Regions from separate parts of the Mus musculus genome. Here region 2 is linked to region 1. A link is a contact called in public HiChIP or PLAC-seq data. All regions are on one chromosome and are shown on one strand. The core of a region is the stretch at or near the end of the contact, and the rest is flanking DNA. Distances in the headings are between cores, read along the strand shown. Region 1 holds the start of Mgat4f (MGAT4 family, member F). Region 2 overlaps Gm46159 (a long non-coding RNA gene).

Region 1 (6,881 bases), core at 2,798-5,297:
GCCGACTCCTCACAGAGGTGATTCCTAGTCACTGTCTAGTGTAGGAAGGGGTGTGTTGAGTCTCCTTTTATCACCCTTTGATGGATCCCCAGGCAACCAAGGAGCAGAGGAGGAGCAGACACGGAAGCCAAGCATGCGGCATACTTCTGTAAACACAGCACTCCGGAGCAGAAGGAGGCTCCCAAGTTCCGGGCTCCGTAGCAAGACTCTGTCTCAAGGAGAGAAATGCAGGGGAAAGAGAATGGGGGAGGAAGGGGGGAGAGAGGAAAAAAAAAAAAACTAAAAAACTTAGAAAAGGAAGGAAAGAAACACAGAAGGCCAAGAGTAGGCGTTGAGCTTTATCGAGCTTCATCAGATGTTTACCTCAGCATCTGTTCAGCTCATCACATGCATTTCCTGTTGTGTTGGAATGTCGGCCAAAGTAGTTCCTCGTGGCAGAGGTTTACTGGGAGAAGGATAGAGACAGAGGGGAAAGAGAGAAAGACAAGGAGAAAAAGGGTCGAAGGTGAGGAAGGGTCTGCCTTTTATTTAGGCTGTGATGTAACCTGCTTGCAGGTAAGTATGGGAAGTGGATTCTGGGAATGTATGCGGTTGCCATGGCAACAGACGCCCAGGTCCCTGTCGCCTCTGTGTGACATTCTTGAGTTTGGAGAAGATCTGCCAAACCGATTCCTGATCCCAACATTTCCCTCACTCAATTATTATCTTAGTTTATAACCATCCTCATCAAAGAATCGTCGTTGTTGTTGTTATCAAAGAATCTTTCATCGCGTGTCCTTTCACTTGCTTGCTTTAGCAGAACATCCTCTCTGAATTTTTGAGACAGAATTTTTTCTGCTTAGCCCTGGCTCTCCTGAATCTTGCTTTGTAGCCAGACTGGCCTCGAAGTCAAAGATCCACCTACTTCTGCCTTCTGAATGCTGGGATTATAGGCATGAACTACTGTGTCTGGTTTGGTTTGGTTGTTTTCTTTTGTATTTTAGTCTTTTTAATTCGTTGCTAAGGATTGAAAGCAAGGCCTCCTGCACACGCTGGTTAAGCCCCTTACCACTGATCTATATCCCAGCACTCCCACCCTGTTTTGCTTTACTTTTTATTTTAGACAAGGGCTCACTAAGTTATCCAGATTGGCCTGGAATTTGTGACCTTCATACATGGTTTCTGGTAGCTCCTACACTATACTGTACTTCTTCATGTTTAGGATTATCAGAAATAAGAATGTTTCCAATAGGAGTAACTTTGAATATTTTATTAATATTCTTATTATAGTTTAGCCATGAAATATTTTTGTTTAAGTTTTAGAGAGGAGTTTATTATAAGTTTATTTGTGGGACCTTAAGCAGGCAGAGGCAGAGACCCTGTTTTCCCAAGAAATCTTTATTCCAAGAAGTCTGAGCTCTAAACCCAGGGCTCCACCAATGTGCACAATTAGAACCTAGATTTTCTTGTTTTTGTGTGTATGTGTGTGGTATGTGTACTTGTTCAAGTATTTTGTGCACTCGTGCATGCAGGTGCCCGTGTACCTGTGATGAGTGTGGATGTATATGGAAGCCAGATTGTATATGTATATCAATTCCAGGGTTTTCCTCTGTTGGGTTCTTCTCTGTGCAGTCATTCCCACAATCAATTTTATTTATTTACTTAATCTATCTACTTATTATTTATTTATATTTGTATGGGTGTTTTATCTCTGTGTATATCTATACACCATATGCAGCATTCATGGTGCATCATGTCTCCTGGAACTGGAGTTCTAGATAGGTGTAAGCCACCACTTGGTGACTGGCCAACTCGAACTTCTTTCTTTTAAAAGATTTATTTATTTATTTATTTATTTATTTATTTATTTAATGTATATGTGTACACTGTAGCGTATAGATGGTTGTGAGTCTCCATGTGGTTGTTGGAAATTGAATTTTTTTAGGACCTCTGCTTGCTCTGGTCAGCCCACTCGCTCCAGTCAGCCCTGCTCCTTCAGTCCCTGCTTGCTCCAGCCCAAAGATTTATTTATTATTATACATAAGTACACTATTGCTGACTTAAGACACACCAGAAGAGGGCATCAGATCTCATTACAGGTAGTTGTGAGCCACCATGTGGTTGCTGGGATTTGAACTCAGGACCTTTGGAAGAGTAGTCAGTGCTCTTGCACGCTGAGCCATCTTGCCAGCCCCAAAGACCACCTGAAGCTTCTGCCACTCTGATTTACCCTTGAACTGTGAGCCAAAATCAACAATCCCTTCCTTTAATTGCTTTGTTAACTAATTTTGTTCCAGCAACATGTAAGATAACTAATACAGCCATCTCCATGGAAAATAAATAGGCTTAGAACTTTACAGTGTCTTCTATATAAAAATTCATCCTATACTTCTGTTAGAAAAATACAGAGAAACCAACCACCATGACAAGCATAGAGGGAGGAGCAAAAAGAGTCTGTATAATAGTAAAGATATCAAATAGTTCAGGGAAACTGAAAGAGACACAAACATACTCAGTTAATAGGTATTTACACGAATTTAAAAAGAGTCTTTCCACAGTGGTACTGGAAGAATGGGATATCAGTTGTTTAAAAAAAACAAACAAACAAAAAAGAACTTCGGCACCTACTTCATTCCATACATATAAAGTATTTTGAGATGAATTATAAGACTGAAGGTAAAAATGATTCTTTTGAGGAAGACCAGGAGGAGAAGAGGAAGAGGATGAGGTAGAAGAAAAGGAAAAGGAGGAAGAGAAGAGGAGGATGAAGTAGAAGAGGACGCCGGGAAGAGGAGGAGGATAAGGAGTGTCTTAGCTACTTCTCTATTGTAGTCTCCCATAAGCCTGAAGCAGGCTAAGCCAGAACTTGACCTTGCAGCCACTAAGGTGATTATCTAGGGTGGAGCCTTCCTCCCTGGATCACTCTATTGTTCTGCTGCTGCTGCTGTTCCTCTTCAAGATACTGCTACCAGCTGAGAGCCCCCCCCCCCCAGCTATTCTGGAAACTACGCCCTATCCTGCACATCATCACCTGCAGCTGGTTCCAGGCTCCAAGAATGAATTGGTGGGGATGGACTTTCCCCCCTCTTTTATAAAGCATGTCCGCCATTAAAAATTTGAACCTTGAACAGACTAGCATGTCTTGGTTCCATTATTTCCCAACCCGCCTAGGCTCCCTCTTTTCTTCCAGATTCCAAGATGCCTTCCAGGCTCGAACCCGGACATGTGAACCACTGGCCGGCACCAACACTCTATTGCTGTCATAAGACACCATGACCAAGGCAACTGATAGAAGAAAGACTTTGTTGGCCTACCACTGAAATGGCTTATCATTTTAGAGGGTTAGAGTCCATGACCATCATGGTAGGGAGCATGGCAACAGGTTTCCAGGCATGGCACCAGAGCAGTAGCTGTGTGCTCACATCTTGAGACACAGCCACAAAGCAGAGACAGTGAGGATGGCACCAGTGTTTTGAAACCTCAAAGCCCACCCCCCAGTGACACACCTCCTCCATCAAGGCCACACCCCCTGATCCTTCCCAAACAGTTCCACCAACAGGGGACTAAGTACTTGAACACAAACCTATAGAGGACATTTTCATTCAGATTCCCAACAGGGAGAAGGAACAATGCTACTGGAAATACAATCTCAGTAGTGATAAAGAACAGATTAAAAAGGGGGGGGGGAGGTGGGGGGGGACTTCAGAAGGCCACTGGACACTTCTAAGCACAAAAAACAACTGGATATTTGAGAACAATTTTGTGGTGATCTCCCAGGCTGCACAGAGCAGCAACTGAAGACACAGATGGCAGTGAATAGCCCATGCGCCCTTTGATAAAAAAGGGACAACTCAGAATTCATACTTGTTGACTCAAACTAGCAGGCAATACTCAAATTTCAAGTAGCAAGACTGAAGGCTGGTTTTGAAACTATGTTTCCTCCTCACCTCATCAAGGAGGTGTTTGATGTAAGGCTGGTTGACACATGGTCCCCATTCAAGCTGAACAATGGTTGTCAGGTGGGGCTTCCTGGGAGGGGTGACTAGCCTTAGCAGCTTCAGAGAAGCCACTCTGGGACTGCATCCCTCAACATTAAGTTGTTTTCTTCTTGTTTTCAGAGAAAATCCTTATTCCAGTTAAGCTTCAAGCAGCATTTTCTACTAGCCAGAAAGACTTCTATGGAAATTGCACTCAAAACATAATGATGATGTGGTCCTGTTTAGGAATTTCTGGTTTCTTTCAGGTTTCTATGGATCCTAGCAGTTCACAATGAAGAAAGCACGCCAAGTCCTTCTGTATTTATTCAAAACCTTGTCTATCTACCTAACAAAATCCCAGAAAGGAAAATGCCCAAAAGTAAGTATGGGTTTGAGAGATGAGATCTAATTCATGTATCACTAACCCCCTACCAGAAGATGTTGGTTTGAATTTAATACTTAACCCTAAATTTCCTCTTCATTAAAAACAAATTATTATGGGAACTAGACAGGCTTAGTGGTTAGGAGAGCTGGCTGTTCTTCCAAGGGACCCAGGTTTCATTCCCAGCACCCACCCAGTGGCTCACAATATGTATATATGGTCTATAACTACAGTTCCAGAGGATTCAACACCCTCTTCTGGCCTCTGCATGCACCAGACACATATGTAGTCCACAGACTTACATGCAGGTAAAATACCTATACATATATATAAAAGAAGTATCTATCACAACCTGCCAGTGGCCTTTGCCAAGGAATTGAAGTTGAATTGGAGAGTCAGCAGAACTAGTGTTGTAGTAATAATTATTTAAATCCTGCCCTGAGGTTTCTACCCAGCCTTGGCTATTTAAGTTCCCAGACAAAAGACATACGCAACCTTTTTATTTATAATTAGCCTTAAACAGCACAATAGCTGGGTGAATACCTACCCTCCATGCTATTAGAATCTACTTTCCTATCGATAACCCCGAATCATTACTTACTATGTTCCATCTGGGCTGTTCTTAACTTCAGTTGGCCAGCCCTCAGGGTCTTGTTCTTATGGCTCACATAACCCATGGTGGCTTCTTCCTCCACCTGCACTCTCTTCCCTCATGGTCCTCCTCAGACTCCAAGCCCAAAACCCTAAACTCTACCTATGTCTCTTCTGCCCAGCTATTGACTGTTGGCATCTTTATTTACCAATCAGAAATAACTTGGGGGCAGGGTCACTCAGCATCTTACGTGAAGACTCTCTCTAGGGGCAGCCAGTCTTGGGGACCCCAAATTAGTAGTAGAATAAGCAGCACTAGGCTACCCACTACAGTAGAGGACTCTAAGCTAGTGCCTTTCCTGGCATTCTGTGAAACTTTTATTTCAAATAGCTCACAGAGAAACAAAGACAAACATACTGAGTGTTTCTCATTGCTATCACAGATATGCTCAGGATCCAGAATGCCTCATAGGAAATTGGGATTTACAAAATGTCTTGGGCACAATAAGCTGCATTGCTGAGGAGGGAGGGAACATCTTACTCAGGGCATTCCTCCCAGGGGAGTAAACAAAGATCTTTGGGAACAGAATTCACATCGCAGGATAGTGTAGGGAAGTCTGTCATGTTACATGTCACCCAGATTTGTTTAAGTCTGTGTATAGACATATATGGCCACATGCACAGAATGGAATTGGTTCTCTCCTTCCACCATACAGGTCCCAGGGATGGGGCTGGTAGCAAGAGCTATTACCTACTGTGTCATCTCTACAGCCTCCATATTGTCTTCTTGGCAACATATCCCTTCCAGTTCACCTGGGAGCATACAGAAAGCAGGAGCGTCACAGAGTCAAGCCCTTGTTGGTTGTCTTTCCTGAGATGGCTACAAGCAGGGGCAGGAGAAAAATTGGGAGGAAAAGGTTAAGACAATAATCAGGCATTGGGAAAGCTCAGTCCAGGAAGGGTGGGCTCGGGATGTGGCATGCCAGCCGGAAGAGCACCCCTGCTCTCTGAGGAGGCCCTCAGGATCTGCTGCTGCTCGCGTTCCTTCCACAGCTGCTCCTGGTGCCATGCGAGGCTGCCTGTGGATGTGCGTCCGAGTCCTGGCATCCCTAGTCATCCTGGGGTTCTTTCTTCAAGACAATATCGCAGCAGCACATGTAAAGCAGCAACATAACACATTGCTGGTAAGGACCAGGGATAGAGGCTTCTCCACCCATCACAGGAAAGGGGTCGTCCCACTTGTGTGAAAGCCTCTAGGCTCCTCACGTGAACCCTAAAGGAGAGCAGCTGAGGAATCCAGTCAGTGTCAGAGAAGACGTTACCTTTAAGTTGGCTTGAGAGAAATGGGATTTGGGGAGGGCAGGAAGAGGAGCAGGAGGTCCAGGCCTAGAGAGGGGGTGAAACACAGCTACCTATAGAGGAGGTGCTGACCAGCAGGACACAAGCTACCTCTTCACTGCACCTACAAATGATATTCCTGCCCTTTCTCAGATGAGAAACCAGAAGTAACATTCCCCAGTGTGGGGAAGAGTAAAGGCAGGGCCAGGTTCTGTCTTTCGGAACCCAGCAGAGGCCTGAGCCCAGTTAGACCACATTTGCTAGCTTGGCCATGCCAGGTGGGTAGTGGCTTGGCAGGCAGGTCCTCCCTCCCTCTACAGGACTCCGGGGCCATGTGCCTGTGGCGGGAAGGCTCTGTGGAGGCTCGTGACCAGGTGGGGAGAGCAGCAAGCTAAGCTCTGAGATATTGTACGTGATGGATCCTCATGACCATCCAGTCTCCCCTAAGGAGCACGTGCCCCCAGTTGTCTCCAAGGCATCAAAGAATCACCCGTGGGGCTGATAATGTTGTCACTTGTACTCAGAGTGAAAAGAAGAAAATGATTCAGCAGATAGCTCAGGAGGAAATCAGCTCCAAAATCAAGAACCATTTGAAATACTTCACAGAGATGCAG
Region 2 (6,881 bases), core at 2,439-4,938, 150 kb after region 1:
TATTTATTTATTTTATGTATATGAGTACTGTAGCTGTCTTCAGACACACCAGAAGAAAGCATCAGATCCCATTACAGATGGTTGTGAGTCACTATGTGATTGCTGGGAATTGAACTCAGGACCTCTGGAAGAGTAGTCAGTGCTCTTAACTGCTGAGCCATTTAGCTATCTCTCCAACACAAGACTTCAGATTTTAAAAATAAATCTCTCTCTCTCTCTCTCTCTTTCTCTCTCTCTCTCTCTCTCTCTCTCTCTCTCTCTCTCTCTCTCTCTCTCTCTCTCTCACACACACACACACACACACACACACACAAAGAGAAAGACCGGGCTAGAGAGATGGCTCAGTGGTTAAGAGTACTGGCTGCTCTTCCAGAGGTTCTGAGTTCAAATCCCAGCAACCACAAAAAGAAAGACCCCAGAGTCACTGGGAAGTATCATGGATTAAATTGGGTTCTTCCAGGTTGGAGAGATAGTTCAGTGATTAAGAGCACTGGCTGTTCTTCCAGAGGACTGGGGTTCAATTTCCAGCACCCACATGGAAGCTTACAACTGTCTGTAGCTCCCATTCCAGGGGATCTGACACCCTCACACAGATAGACAGTCAGTGAAAAACACCAATGCACATAAAATACAAGTTATTTAAAAAGTTGTGTCTTCCCAAATCACCTGCGGAAGCCCTAAGCCCTAGCACCTCAGAGTTTGTTTTCAGTGACAATGAGGTCCTTGCAGCTATTTTAAAAGATGAATGACCTGGAAAAGAACACTTGCAGCCCTTCTAGAGGATCCAAGTTTAGTTCCCAGCACCCATGTTGGGATGTTTACAATCGCCCATAACTTCAGTTCCTCTGGCCTCCATGGGCACCCACACTTACATGCACATATAACACCCACTCGTACATATAACTAAAAATAACATATTTTTTTTTTTTTTTAGTAAAAATGAGGAACTGGCTGGACGTGGTGGCACACGCCTTTAATCCCAGCACTTGGGAGGCAGAGGCAGGCGAATTTCTGAGTTCGAGGCCAGCCTGGTCTACAGAGTGAGTTCCAGGACAGCCAGGGCTACACATAGAAACCCTGTCTTGAAAAACCAAAAAAAAAAAAAAAAAAAAAAAAAAAGAGGAACTGTTGGGTCAGGAGGCAAACAACCAGCATCCTTTTAAAGTGACAAATTGGGCTGGGGATGTGATTCAGTTGATTCGTGTGGCACACACCTGTAACCTCAGCACTCTGGAGGTAGAGGCAGGAGAATCAGAAGTACAAGGTTATCCTATCCTGGTCTACACAGTAAATTGAGGGCAGCCTTAGCTACATGAGACCTTATCTAAAAAAGGGCAGAGGAGGCAACAAGATCACTCATCGGGTAAAGATGCTTGTTGCCAAGAGAGATGACCTGGGTTTGACTCCTGAGATCTGGTGGGAGAAGAGAACACACACACAGTGTAGTATAAACAATGTTTTTAGCCAGGTTTGTGCAGTGGCACACACCTGTATTCTCAGTAGTCAGGAGGCAAAGACAGGCCAATTTCTGTGAGCTCTAGGCTAGCCTGGTCCACATAGTTCCAGGACAGTTAGGGATATATTTTGAGACACTGCCTCACAATTATTTAGTTATAAGGTTGAGGGCTGGTAAGAAGGCTCAGTAGTTAAAGACTGTCAAGCTGATCTGAGTTCAGTTCTTGAGACCCACATGTAGGAAGAAGAGAACCAACTCCAGCAAGTTGTTCTTTGACCTCCACCACCCTGCCATGGCGGGTGTGTACCCTAAGTACATAGATAAGTGTAATGAAATATATTTTTAAATGAAGGAAGAGGGGCTGGAGAGATGGCTCAGTGCTCAAGGGCACTGCCTACTCTTTCAGCGGTCCTGAGTTCAATTCCCAGCAACCACATGGTGGCTCACAACCATCTGTAATGGGATCCAATGCCCTCTTCTGGTGTGTCTGCAGACAGTGACAATGTACTCATATACATAAAATAAATCTTTTTTTTTTTTTAAATGAAGAAAGCATCTTCTCTTTTAAAGGGGAGGGGAAGAACATGGATCTGATGTGCACACAGGGAGTGTGTCTGAAAGGAAATAAAACTTGAGACATGTGATTCATGTAATTTATGTCAAATAGCCCAAAGAGTTGTTTGTGAGCTTTGAAACCTGGGGCTAAGAACATAGCAGAACAGGCCAGGACATGCCTGGGCAGGCCCGTCATCACATGTCCTGACTGGCCTAGTGCCTCCCTATCTCCCGCCCTTCTGACAGTCGATGTTTAAATGGACCAATCATGTAAAACCGTGCCAATTCCTCCCCCAGCCCCACCCCTTTTCTATAAAAGTCCCTAGCTTCCAAGCCTCTGGGTCAAAACCACTGTCTCCTGTGTGAGATACGTTTCGAACCGGAGCTCCGCCATTATGGCTCCACCATGTGGTCAACACCTCTGTCTCCTGTGGGCGACTACATAGTGTCGGCCCAGAGCTCCGTCATTAAACTACCTCATGCTTTTACATCAAGATGGTCGTCTGTTCGTGATTCTTGGGTGTGCGCCGAATGAAAATTGAGTGGGGGTTTCCCCACTAGGTTCTTTCATGTCCAGGGAAGGCTGGAGGTATGCTAGGGACAGAGGCTCAGAACTGCACCCCACAAGCCAGCCCTGCTGACACTCTGACCTAGGAGCCTTCAGCCATGAGTTCTGTCTTAAGTTTGTTACTTTATTACTGTAGCCCTGGCAAACAAGAAGCAAAAAATCATCTGAGACAGGATCTCTCTGTGTAGCCCTGTTTGGCCTCTAACTCACAGACATGTACCTGTTTCTGCTCTTGAGTATTGGGATTAAGGGCCTTCCTTCCTTCCTTCCTTCCTTCCTTCCTTCCTTCCTTCCTTCCTTCCTTCCTTTCTTCCTTTTTCTCTTTTGTCTGAGTTTGGCTTATTTTTCATATGATAAGACACTGTGACCATGAGCAGGTCACAGAGGGAAGAGTTTACTTCATTCGTACTTCCACAGAACAGTCCATCACTGAGGGAAGTCAGGGCAGGAGCTCAAGCAGGGCAAGAACCAGGAGGTAGGAACAGAAGCAGAAGCCGTGGAGGAAGGACATTCACTGGCTTGTTCCTTCGGGGCTTCTCAGTCTAATTTTTGTACACCCAGAACTACCCTCTCTGAGTGGCACCTCCCCAATCCCTCTCACATCAGTCATTCAATAGAATGTCCCGCAGGCTTGCCCACAGGCCAGTTTGGTTGGCAGAATTTCCTTAAGATGTTCCCTCTTCTCATATGACTCTAACCCATTGGTTCTCGACCTTCCTGATGCTTCTACCCTTTAATACAGTTTCTCATGTTGTGGTGATGCCCAACCACAGAATTATTTTGTTGCTACTTTATAACTGTAATTTTGATCCTGTTACGAATCATAGTGTAAATATCTGATATAAAGGAGATCTGATATGAGACCCCTGTGGGTGTGTCTCCCCACAGACTGAGAATGGCTACTTTAGAAGGTAAGGGTGTAGCTTCTTCAAAACCTTTTCTAATGTTAAGTATGGGAAGAAGAATTCCATTGAGTGGAGCAATCTGTTCCTTAAGTGTTGTTTGAGTGCTGTATTCAAATACACAGGATGCCAAAGGTAGGGGCATAGAAAAGACAGGATTGCTCTTTTGTCTTGATTCCATGATGTCAGAGCACCAATTGTTTTAGCCTGCTGTCTTCCCTAGTATCTGCTTTATGCAACAGGCAACTAGCTAGATGTAGGAGCACACTCAACACTATGCTGGTTCCTGAAAACTGGGAAGGGTAAGGTACGGAAGGAGCTTGTCTTGGTTGGGTTTTCCATTGCTGTGAAGAAACACCATGACCAAGGCAACTCTTATAAGGGACAACATTTCATTTGGGGCTGGCTTACAGGTTCAGAGGTTCAACCAATTACCAAGGTAGGAGCATGGCAGCATCCACACAGGCATGGCACAGGAGATGGAACCGAGAATTCTATATCTTGATCTGAAGGTTACTAGGGGAAGACTAACTTCAAGGCAGATAGAAGAGGATCTCAAAAGTCTACCCCCCACAGTGACACACGTCCTCCAATAAGGCCACACCCACTCCAACAAGGCCACACCTTCAAATAGTGCCACTCCCTGGGCTAAGCATATTCAAACCACCACAGAACTTGAAAGTTAGTTACTGAATCCCAACATTCGGTGGACAGTTTGGAGACAGGACCCAGATGAAAGCAATTACACACCAGGGGTTGGGAATCATGTCAAGGGTAATGCAGGCCACACTCCTGGGGTTCTTAGAACAGACTAGAAGCTTAGGACAGACCAGAAGATTTACTGCTTAGAGGCTTAAAGTTTGTGAAATAAGCCAGAAACACAAATACTGAAGGCCTCATGACAGTGTTGCTGTCATGAGGAAGGGACGATATAGACTTCTTTGTCTTGGATACAGTCCCACCATTATAGGTTGGTACATGGAGGAGCTGCATACCAAGGGAGTCTCCCATTAAGCCTTTCAATAGCTCTGGGAGCCGGGAGACATCAAAACTTGAGCTTCCTTTGAAGTGGGCACTGGGAAATAATGGCAGCAGCATTGACTCCACCTGACCGTGGAACCCCACGGGAGGCAACCAGGATCTCACCAGCCAGCCAGGTACAAGTGGCAGCGCAATAGGGCTGCTGTCACCTTCCTCCCATGGGCTTTGCTGGCTTGGGAGTCTCATTTGGTCATTTCCCTCCCTGACTTTATCACTGGTTGAAGATTGTTGAGAGATGATTAAGTTTTCTCTTCCTTTTCTTTTTTGAGATAGGGTTTCATTGTATAGCTCAGGCTGGTCTCAAAGTATCCACCCAAGTGTGGAGATGGTAGGCATGGCTGCCTCAAGCCTTCCTCCTGATGACATACATACACGGCAATGGAATTGTGGCCATCCTGGTGGACCATGTACCACAAGGCTTCCCATGGGCCAACAAGACAATAGGCAGTAAGGGCAGACATGGACTGATAAGCCTGAGCTCTAAGGAACACTGCCAAGAACTTGATGGAAAGCTGCCTAACTCCCTCCTCTTCCCAGGGTACAAAGAACAGAGCAATGGATCAAGATGTGATTATCGTGGGCTATACCAGAATCCCTGGGCGGCTTTGTACCCATGGACCACATGCGTGTCTGGTGCACAGTGCCCTCCAAGATCAGAAGAGGGCATCAGATTTGGGTCCTCTGCAAGAGCAAAATGTGCTGTTAACTGTTGTACTGTCTCTCCAGTCTCGAGAGGGACAGCTTTTAAGAACTACTGATGGTTTCCAGTTTTACCCTGAGCCTCTGTGGAGCTGGTCCAGAGTAGGTCCAAGTTTGTTTTTTTATAACCTTCCTGAATGAAGCAGCTAGCGTTGCAAACCACAGCCCTAGGGCTCCAGATATTTGAGGAAACAGTATGATCAGATGGTGGGTACCCTAAAAATCATTCCTCTGTCTGACATTCCAGGCCCAAACATGAAATAGAGTTTAAAAATGTGTCCCCTAACATCTTGAAGGTAGCAAACTTGAACCCAAGTCCATGGACTCAAATTCCTGCCACTTCCTTTGAATTCACTGTAACTGTCTGCATCCTGTTCCCCTACCCCATGTTAGGGATTGAATGGAGGATCTTGTACATACATGTTGGATAAGCGCTCTACTATGAAGGTCTTAGATCCTCAGACCTGCATCTGGTTCTTGTTCATTATCATTCCTGGGGATCCTGTGAAAGTTACCAAGGAGGTGAGAGTTCATCCCTATGAGGGAGTCTGTGCATGATCACAGAGGCACAAGCTCCAACCCTTCCAGCTGCTGCCTGGACTTGGACTTGGGTCTAGATAACTTCAACCTACTTTGTACCTGTCTGGCCTCTGACTTGAAAGAAAAAGTGGATTCTGAGTGTGGCTGCGGAGCAGGAAGGAGCTTGGGTCTCTGACAGGAGCCTGTCCAAGTTCATACAGCTTAATAGTGGTGTGAGCATGTCTGTTTCACTCACTCCAGGCCTCAATTATAAACCTCAAAGGTAAAAGGAGATAAATAGAGCCTGTTGGGCTGAGCTATGCCGAGGAAGGCACTGGAAGTGCTTAGCACAGCGTCTGACACGGATGTTAATTGGGATACCTCACCATGGCAACCATTTTGTAAAGTATCCCTGGGTTCTGCTGCAGAAATGTGTCCGTGGTGATATGTCGAAGACAGCACACATCTAGACTTAGAATGCCAGGGGTTGTTCTATGGTTAACATAGAGAGAAGCATGCATAGGTTTGCTGACTGGTCCACAGAACAGCCCAAACCTAAAGTGATGTGGTAAATAGGCCAAGTTCCACGAGTTCCCTCAAAGAGGAGTCTTGAGGGAAGATGCAGGGATTGATGCTAATCCCAAAGATGGGAGGAAAAAGATGACGGACCCAAATTACCACGACCAAATTAATTAAAGCAAACTTTATTTGTGTACATGGGTTGCCTCCCACTAAGGTTCAAAGGCTCAGCACTGGATGTGATGAAGGCTTTTCTAGCTCAGGGGGACAGGGGTTCCAAATAGGGGATTTGGCTGGCAAATAGTCCGGATTACAGGAGCAGAACATATGCACAACAGGTTAGTCCTAATGGCCTCCTGAAGCAAAGGTGGGCATAACAAAGTAGGCATAACAAGATAGTCATAAGTAGTCATATAACCTTTGGAAGCAAAGGTAGGGTTGCATGTTGGTCATAAACAACTTTTTGAAATGAAGACATGATCAACATTCCTGGAACAGGCAGTACAGAACCATTTGTAGTTAAGGTTATAGGTGGGGCATAGCCTTGAGAAACAGGTTTAACCATAAACAGGAATGAGTTTAGTTTATCTTCACTGAATTGGGAACAAAACACCCATGGAAG

What was found. HiChIP or PLAC-seq counts read pairs in DNA pulled down with a chosen protein or histone mark.
Region 2: an H3K27ac HiChIP or PLAC-seq map of embryonic stem cells shows a contact between it and region 1, with 10 read pairs. The contact joins the enhancer-like site here to the promoter of Mgat4f in region 1. A contact is called at or near these places in 3 of 39 promoter capture datasets (the HPC-7 cell line, neutrophils and pre-B cells), 3 of 484 Hi-C or Micro-C datasets (the HL-1 cell line, the HPC-7 cell line and bone marrow-derived macrophages), 3 of 115 datasets of contacts at active chromatin or transcription factors (all in embryonic stem cells) and 3 of 9 other capture datasets (adipose tissue, liver and macrophages).

Annotation. Positions count from the first base shown.
Region 1 is chr1:134,381,893-134,388,773 of GRCm38.p6, forward strand. Mgat4f (MGAT4 family, member F) reads left to right here and starts at 4,048. Exons shown (of 4, transcript NM_173771.4): 1 at 4,048-4,335; 2 at 5,983-6,113; 3 at 6,792-6,881. The coding sequence starts at 4,326.
Region 2 is chr1:134,531,638-134,538,518 of GRCm38.p6, forward strand. Gm46159 (a long non-coding RNA gene) reads left to right here. Exons shown (of 4, transcript XR_003948724.1): 4 at 935-972. Among named protein-coding and RNA genes, the nearest start is that of Gm46159, 7.2 kb to the left of the region's middle. Within about 2 kb of position 3,689, at least 8 of the 459 cell types and tissues checked have an H3K27ac peak or open chromatin away from gene starts, as enhancers often do. A contact at or near this core is called in embryonic stem cells, where this site is marked.